Linked DNA regions of Mus musculus: region 2 is linked to region 1. Evidence: chromatin contacts called from public HiChIP or PLAC-seq data. All regions are on one chromosome and are shown on one strand. The core of a region is the stretch at or near the end of the contact, and the rest is flanking DNA. Distances in the headings are between cores, read along the strand shown.

Region 1 (4,439 bases), core at 202-2,701:
GTTATGAATTGTAATGTAAATATCTGATATGCAATCCTGTGGCGGTTACAACCCATAATTGAGAACCACTGTTCTAAAGGACTCTTAACATTGTCTAAAAATCTTGCCTTCCCTGAAAGACTGTGCACTCATGGAGTGGGACCAAATTAATGGACTTTGCCCTTTTTCCTTGTCCATCAACAAATGATACAAGATCAAGCTAGGAAGTTGTTGCTGGCCCTGAGAAAGGTTTCCTTGTTGCTAAAGACATAGAAAATTAACAAACCTTGCCCATGAATCCTCAGGATGTGATTCAGAGTTCTTACCAAGTTTGCAACAGAAGCAACTATCTTGTCATTTTCAAAAAAGCTAGCCAATTCACTGAGACTTCTAGTTCACTGATATGACACAGAAAAGAAAGAGAGAGAGAGAGAGTGAGAGTGGAGAGCAGGCAGGCAGGCAGGCAACTATCAGCCAAATGAAGAGGTTCGCATCTGCAATCCCAGCATCGAGAGGCTCAGGAGGGAGAACTGCTATGAGTTCACAGCCATCCTGGGCTATTCACAGTGAAAATATGTCTCAAAATGGGGAGTGAAAGGCAGCTGCCAGGATGTAGCTGCTCTGCTGAACTCCTGGGTTCCACTGTTAACACATGAAAAATAAGCATACAGCTCAAGCCTAGAATCCCTGTTCTTTGGAAGTACAGTCAGGAAGATCAGAAGTTCAAGTCCAAGGCTAGCCTGGGCTACATAGTAACAAAGAAATACAGAGGCATACCCACATTGAACAGCTAAGTTTTCTAACTCTGAAAATACCCTATCACACTTAGGCATGTCTCACTTAAGACTTCTAAACAAGAGTGCTACTTTCATTACATTAATTTTATTTATTTTTGAATAGCTCGTCTTGATTACCCTAAAGGTGATCAGCACTAGTAAGCCATCACAGGTTGTATAACTCATCTGCTAGCTAATCTGGAGCAATGTTTTTAATAGCTGTGACAAGACTTTTCTCTGAATTGGGTATTCAGTCTTCAGTTTACAGAATTGTACAGCTTATCAATGGCGTGTGTGTTGTTTTTGTTGTTGTTAAATTAGGCTGCCAGTATAAAATCGTTAAAAAGAAGACAAATAGAAGGTTGTCCCAATTAGTTCCAGTTAGAAAGGAATGGGTCTGTTTATGACCATTATGTCTAAAAAAAACAAACAAAAACAAAAAAACAAAAAACAAAACCCAAAACACAACAAAGCAATTACATTGCACTGATACTTGGGAGCCGGGCGTGCTGACACATACCTACAACTCCAGCACTGGGAGGTCTGACAGGACTGAATTCTAATGTGATAACCAGACTGTATCAAAAACCCAAACCTAAAAACAACAAAAACAGAACAAAAATCCCCCGTGATCTTTGTAGTTCCGAACTCCCAGCTATTAAAGCAGAGAAATGAGGCCTTAAAGTTTCTTCAGACAGCCTCTTCCTCAAGGAGGAAGAGAAACCACAGCGACATGACAGAACACTTCCTCCATTTGACACAGTAAGAACTTTTTCCCCACGCCCCTTTTAACTTGACTTTTGGTCTTAAGACACATGGATTTAAGATAAGCCCACTCCTCACAATCTGACTGCTACTTCTACTCTGGCCTCAGACGTACTGGCTCATCACCTGACTGTCTACTCATGCCTTCAAGTGAAACTTCCAAGGGTACATTACAACTCAAGCATACAGAGATGGAAATTCTAAGCACTGACTCTAGGTTCAAATTCTAACCCTTACAAGGACCATTTCTGTGACTTTCAGTGAGGTAAGTTATATTTCTAAGTCTTTTTAAAAATTTTTTTGTTTTTTTAAATTATTTTCTTTATTTACATTTCAATTGTTATCCTCTTTCCTAGTTTCCCCTCCAAAAATCCCCTATCCGACTCCCCTCTGCCCCCTCCCCCTGCTCACCAACCCACCCACTCCCACTTCCTGGTCCTGGCATTCCCCTATACTGGGGCATAGAACCTTCACAGGACCAAGGGCCTCTCCTCCCACTGATAACTGACTAGGCCATCCTCTGCTACATATGCAACTAGAGCCATGACTCCCACCATGTGTTTTCTTTGAGAGATGGTTTAGTCCCAGGGAGCTCTGGGGGTACTGGTTAGTTCATATTGTTGTTCCTATGGGGCTGCAAGCCCCTTCAGTTCCTTGGGTCCTTTCTCTAGCTCCTTCACTGGGGACCCTGTGCTCTGTCCAATAGATGGCTGTGAGCCTCCACTTCTCTATTTGTCAGGTACTGTCAGAGCTTCTCAGAAGACAGCTTTATCAGGCTCCTGTCAGCAAGCTCTTCTTGGCATCCGCAATAGTGTCTGGGTTTGGTGGTTGTTTATGGGATGGATCCCCAGGTGGGGCAGTCTCTGGATGGTCATTCCTTCAGTCTCTGCTTCACACTTTGTCTCTTTAACTCCTTCCATTGGGTATTGTTCCCCCTTCTTCTTGAGTTTCATGTGTTTTGCAAATTGTATCTTGGGTATTCTGAGCTTCTGGACTATCCACTTATCAGTGAGTGCATATCATGTGTGTTCTATTTCTAAGTCTTAAATCACTTGTTTGTAAAATCAGAAATAAAAGAAGTTAATGACTATAAAGAATAATTTTGAGAATAACATAGCAAGAACTTACTAAATATCAACTTTTTTGATGATATACTTTTAGTTCCTCTATCAGAACACTTATCACACAATATTATCAAAGGCTATTTACCAGTGTCTTCAATATCTAATCTCTACTTCTTAAGTGGTTCTTCCCACCTCTCCCCTCCTACCACACATACACAGCATACCTTAAAAAAGCTACAGTTTGCCTGGCGGTGGTGGCGCATGCACTTGGGAGGCAGAGGCAGGTGGATTTCTGAGTTCGAGGCTAGCCTGGACTACAGAGTGAGTTCCAGGACAGCCAGTACTATACAGAGAAACCCTATCTCCAAAAAAAAAAAAAAAAAAAATCTACAGTTTGTTTTATTAGTTAGTACCTGTAGCCCACTATGCAAGTGTGTCTCAAGGACTATTACCCTGGTCAGACTATTACACTGACCAGGACAGCCAGAAGTATATGCTAGCATCTCTCTGTGTGTTATAAACAATAATTCATCAATGACTGAAATTCAAATGAAGTGGAAAGTAATACTGGGGGAAATCAAAATATTTTTGAAAGTTGTTCTTTTTTGCTAACCTATAAAAGATAGAGGAAGAACAATGACTTAAGATTGTTTTAAATAACTTGTATTGCTAAAATAACCAGATATTTTATTTGATATCTTAGAAGAAATGTTAAAAATTATAACTGAGGCTCATCTGCAGAGATGAAGCAGGTTGTTTTAGGGGATGCTAAACAGTTAAGCCAAGGAATTCTTCCATCAGAGCAAAGGAATGCTGACGAAATGACTCCAGTTAAGAGTGAGTACTACAACTAGAGAACTAAATTCAGTTCCCAGCACCTACAGCAGGCACATCAGCCTACAGGTAACTCCAGCCCTAGTGAGAGCTAATGCTGTTGGCCTCCTTGGGAACTTACTAGCACACACATATACATACATATGAAAAAAAAGCAAGGGCTGGTGAGATGGCTCAGCAAGTAAGAGCACCTGACTGCTCTTCCTAAGGTCCGGAGTTCAAATCCCAGCAACCATATGGTGGCTCACAACCATCCATAACAAGATCTGACTCCCTCTTCTGGAGTGTCTGAAGACAGCTACAGTGTACTTACATATAATAAATTTAAAAAAAAAAAAGCAATTTATAGACATTAATCAAAATGGACCTCAAAGGCAGTAGGTAGTGTACAACTTTAATCCTAGTACTCAGGAGGCAGAGGCAGAGATCTCTGGGACAGCCACAGCTACACAGAGAAACCCTGTCTCTAAAATCAAAACAAAAACCAACCAAACAAAAACCTGACCTCAAACAAAGGGTTAACAATATTCTAATTAGCTGGGTTTTTGTTTGGAAGATTAAGGTTTTGCTTTACACATATGTGTCTATATGAATTCCCACCTACTGCTATAGCCACTGAGAACGCAGTGTCTCCTGCTCGCTAGTCCTGACCGTCCTTGTTCAATGCTCACCTTCCTCAGGGGCGGCTGAGGCTCCTTCAGGTAGTGTGGGCTGTACCTCCCCAGCTTCAGAATGACTTTCCAAATCTGCCATCTGCATTCCTTCCAGACGACCTCCTTTTGCATTAGTCCTCAAAGAAGGAAAAACAACAAGCTATTTTCAAATGTTAATAGTGACATAATAATTTTCTTTTTTTCCTAAAGCTGAGCCTTGAATCAAGCATGGAAGATTTACTTGTGTTTAATTCTAAATTTGCATTTTTAAAAATTTTACTGAAGATTCAGAATAAAAGATTTTGATGTAAATTACCAAACCCTGTTTATGACAATTTGTAATAGTTTTACACAATGTTAACAGTAGA
Region 2 (4,439 bases), core at 615-3,114, 550 kb before region 1:
AGAAACCTACTCAACCTAGCCGGAGTCTTCCGTGTGCAACATCGCCACTCTATAACCCAAGGGGTGAACAGGTTCTCTCTTGTGTCCCAGGCCTTCAGAGAGGGGTGCTACCAGGACCTAAGGAGAAGGGACAGGCCCATCCTCCATGCCTTCATGCCTTCAGCGGCAGCCTCACACCATTCTGGGGCATTTCCTGCTCTTCCTCTATGCTTGCCTTTCTACCCCACAGCCTTTTAGGTAATGGCAGATCAAACTCCCTCCCCATCCGTCTAGACATCTTGGGTCTGTAGAGTCCCCTGCCCTCCACTAAAGTCCTGCTTCCTTCATCCTCTCCAGTAGCTAGCTCACTCACACCCACCCACAACAAAATCTTCCTTGGCTCAGCCCAGCACCAAGCCCACCTCCACACCCCCCAGCATACCAAGATTCCCCCCAGACAGACTCGTGGTGGAAGAGACCTAACATAATCAGAAAGAGACACATGTACCCACACTGAGGGCCAGAGCCAGAGAGAACAGAGCGAGGCCACTTAGATTCCCGTCCAAGGAAGGAAGGACAGATAATCACACAGGCAGACTCACAGACAGAGAGAGACAGAGACAGAGACAAGAAATGTGGGCAGTGGGACTACAGATTATGGCCAGTCCATCTTGCAGCCCTCTCCATCCTCTCTTACCTTATAAGCCTGTGCCTCCTCCTCCTCCAGCCCGGAACAGCTGTACCCAGGGCTCTCTGCTTGCTGCCCCAGCTTAGGCAGCCCGGTCTCTGTTGCTTCAGGATCAGTATTTCCGACAGGTCCAGGGCTATGAGCTCCCTCAGGCTTGGAACTCTCTTCAAACCTCAATCCTTTAACCTGCAGAGCTGTCGGAGTACCAGCAATGCTTGGAGATGCATCTCCAGGTTTGCACCCCTGGCCCTGAGTCCAGTGCTGCCAGGCAGGCAGTGCCCATGGCTCCATGGCTCCAAGGTCTCCAAGCCGTGGGAGGGTTGTCAGTTGCTCCATGGTTTCGGCAAGGGGCCCCCGAACCTGGACCTGGGGACATCACCAGCGGGAAGACTGACAAGGGTCATGCCAGACTAGACCATTCTCCCTGTAAGTGTTTGGCTTCACCGAGTCCATCAGAGGTTGGCTGAGCTCTTCCCACCCACGAAGGAGGGTTCAGAAGGTATCGGGGTTGCCAGACTGGAGCTGGGGTTTGCTCATGGTTCTCTCTCTCTCTCTTGTGTGTGTGTGTGTGTGTGTACGGGGTGTGTGTGGGGGGGTGAGAGACCACCACCAGGAGTGCCTGGCTGAAGGTATATATGTACGTGTGCCTCCAGGTCTGTCCCTGCAGGTCAGTGATGTTTTATTATGTGATTGGAGGATGAATACTCCGACTTGTGTATGTTGAGAAGGGTGGTGCTATGTGTCACTGTCTGTGCCTATTTAAGAGTTACCAGTTGTTTCTGCGTGGGGGTAGGGGCTGTCTGTATTGCAGGGCTGTGGCAGTGTGTGATGCTGTCGCCGGTCCTGTCTCAGTGTTGTAAAGCCCGGTGTATCTGTAGTGGCGTGTGTCTTTCAGTGTCTGTGAGTCTGGCCACCCATCACGACCACTCTGCCTGGAAAGGGTCCGCAGGAGTTCCTGGGAATGATCCCCAGTGATCCACTGTGGTCCTTTATCTCCAGCTTTTCTCTCCGCTGGCTGCCGCCGATCAGTTGCTTGCTGGGTGGCTGGGCGGTCCTAAGGAGGCCTGGGTCGATGGGCGGCTTGCCTCATAGTCTCTGCCTCAGCTAGTCTCAGCTCGAGGGACTGCAAGGGTCCCTCGCGGTCCCGGAGCTCCCCAAATGAGATGGTGGGCACGAAGGAGGGCAGAGCCTCAGAATGGGGAGTGGGGAGCAGGGGAGCATCATCATCCCTCCCTTCCCCCTCCTCCTCCCCTCCTGCCCACCAATAGGAAGTCAGCTGCTGGTTTCCATGACGATGGAGCTGGACTGGTGGGCTGGACCGGCAGGCAAGCTGGCAGGGTCGGGACAGTGGAAAGAGCAGGTTCCTTACTGGATGGTAGGTTAGAAAGCTACCCCCTCCGGACCCCCCAACATGGCCTCTTCATCCCCTTGACCCCACAGACCCTCACTTCCAGGGTGCAGAGGAAAGGGAGTAGAGACAGTCCTCTCCTTTCAGGCAAGACTGATGGGGATAGAACAATGTGACAGAGACCTAGCTGTAGAAAAGGACAGAGCTGAAATGGTGGGATTTGGAATAAAACAAAGAAATAAAAGTCTGAAAATAGAAAGACGAGCAAAAGGACAGAGTGTTGAAATAGGCTGAAAAACGACTTCAGCTTCCCCATGGCAGATCACATTTGGGGGACAGCCCAGCCTTCACAGGCTAGCAGGAGAGATCATAAGACAGGACCTTTTGGGCTGATTTTCCCTCAACCATCAGGAAGTTCATCTTCTGTCTAGCATTAGGCTTTATTTATTTACTTGCTATGAAAAAAAAATGGCTTTTGGGAACAAGGACATAGGAATTGCCCCAACCTAGGTGTCTGCCTGTATGTGGGGCACCTAGATCTCGAGAGATAAGAATGTTGCTCCTAGACGCAAGACAAGCCAAGGTCGAGGGCCCTCATGTGGCACCCCTATGGAATAGCAGCTAAAGCATAGAGAACACCCCCCACCCAGACAGTAGGCTCCACCCAGGCCAGAGCCAATGGAACTGGGTAGGGGTTGGAGTTGCATAAGAGAGAAGGTAACATTCATTTCTCTAAAGCAGTCTAAACATCAGTACACATGCTATGTCATGTAACTTTCAGTCAGCATGCATATGCATGTCATATTACATGTATGTATAGAAGAGTATGCATAGTATGTCTGTGTATACATGGAGATCACTGCATGTATGTGTGCTATTTTGTCTATGAATCTCATTGGATATATATCTGTGCATGGTTTTGTGTCATTGTATGTCTATTTGCTACAATGTCTATGTGCATGCAATTACGTATGAGTTTATCATTGCATTTTGCTATAAATCACAGATATCATGCCATTATACAGCACTAACACATTATGACATACATTGTCATATAATAATGTACAATGGCATACAATGATCTATGTACATGATAAACTTGCCTGGCATGATGTGCACGCAGTCTCTGTATATATATTCTCACCCCTCCATGCCTAAGGGGACTGTCTATAAGATCATCTCAGGATACCCCACTAAGTTCTCAAATGCTTAAGTCCTTTTATGTAAGGTGATGAAATATCCGCCCATGGCTTATACACATCCTTCTGTATACCCAAGGTCTCTTGCATGCTAGGCAAGCACTCTACCACTAAACCATATCCTCAGCCCAGCCCCACCCCACCCCCATGCCTTAAATCATCTCTAGATTGTTTATACCTATTTTATAATACGATGTGAATGTTAAAATAATTGTACTGTACTATTGAGGAAATCACAAGAATAACAAGCAAAGTCTATACATTATAAAGAGACAGCTTCCTCTCTGGTAAGAGTCTTAGCTCAAGCTGGTCCTTCCTCTTCCAGTTGCTGGGGTTGTAATTACATCTACAATTGGCTTGCAATCAAAAACACATTTTGTTTTTCAATCCTAGTCAATAGGATGGCTCTGTGGGTAGGACATTTGCCACCAAGCCTGACCACTGGAGTTTGATCCCCAGTAACCACGTGGCCAAAGTGGAGAACTCCTCCACGCAAGGTGTTCTCTGGCCCTAAATGCACACCACAGTACATTGGTACACTCACCAGCATTCACACACACACACAAATTAAATGTTTTTCAATTCATCAATGTGGCAATCCAGAGAGATCTTGATGATCTCGCGGTTAGTGTCTTATGTACATGAAGCCACCACATGTGAATGTCACTAATGGGTATATTCTTTGGCATTATATGTGTAAGTACTAATGAACATGTGTTTGGCCTAGGTGACTGTATACCCATATGATACACCAGCCACGTCTCATTGTCTATATGTCACAGTTCATGCATGTGGCTGGCATCGGTGTATAGGCCCTGATGAAATGCACATGATGGTGAAAGTGTGTTTTATTAACACCAATGACCTGTGTAGACATGTACAAGGCAGGTGGGCACACACTGTGCTAGCGTGGTTTTGCCCAACTCTTACACTAATAAGAATCCTCTTGGAGCCAGGCAGTGATGGCACACACCTTTAATCCCAGCACTTGGGAGGCAGAGGCAGGCAGATTTCTGAGTTTGAGCCAGTCTGGTCCGGAGTGAGTTCCAGGACAGCCAGGGCTACACAGAGGAACCCTGTCTCAAAAAATTAAAGGAGAGAGAGAGAGAGAGAGAGAGAGAGAGAGAGAGAGAGAGAGAGAGAGAGAGAGAGAGAGAGAGAGAGAGAAGAAAGAAAGGAGGAAGGAAAGGAAAGAAAGATCCTCTTGGGCTGGTGAGATGGCTCA

Evidence for each region. HiChIP or PLAC-seq counts read pairs in DNA pulled down with a chosen protein or histone mark.
Region 2: an H3K27ac HiChIP or PLAC-seq map of bone marrow-derived dendritic cells shows a contact between it and region 1, with 5 times the contacts expected there. The contact joins the promoter of Tspoap1 here to the enhancer-like site in region 1. A contact is called at or near these places in 1 of 39 promoter capture datasets (the 3T3-L1 cell line), 1 of 15 datasets of contacts at CTCF or cohesin (embryonic stem cells), 8 of 484 Hi-C or Micro-C datasets (CD8 T cells, ECoMG-derived neutrophils, liver and 4 more), 2 of 115 datasets of contacts at active chromatin or transcription factors (bone marrow-derived dendritic cells and microglia) and 3 of 9 other capture datasets (adipose tissue, liver and macrophages).

What each region holds. Positions count from the first base shown.
Region 1 is chr11:87,209,538-87,213,976 of GRCm38.p6, reverse strand. Trim37 (tripartite motif-containing 37) reads right to left here. Exons shown (of 24, transcript NM_197987.2): 22 at 4,090-4,208. Among named protein-coding and RNA genes, the nearest start is that of Trim37, 85 kb to the right of the region's middle. Within about 2 kb of position 1,451, at least 24 of the 459 cell types and tissues checked have an H3K27ac peak or open chromatin away from gene starts, as enhancers often do. A contact at or near this core is called in ECoMG-derived neutrophils, bone marrow-derived dendritic cells, macrophages and 2 more, where this site is marked.
Region 2 is chr11:87,757,966-87,762,404 of GRCm38.p6, reverse strand. Tspoap1 (TSPO associated protein 1) reads right to left here and starts at 1,864. Exons shown (of 32, transcript NM_172449.2): 1 at 677-1,864. The coding sequence starts at 1,003.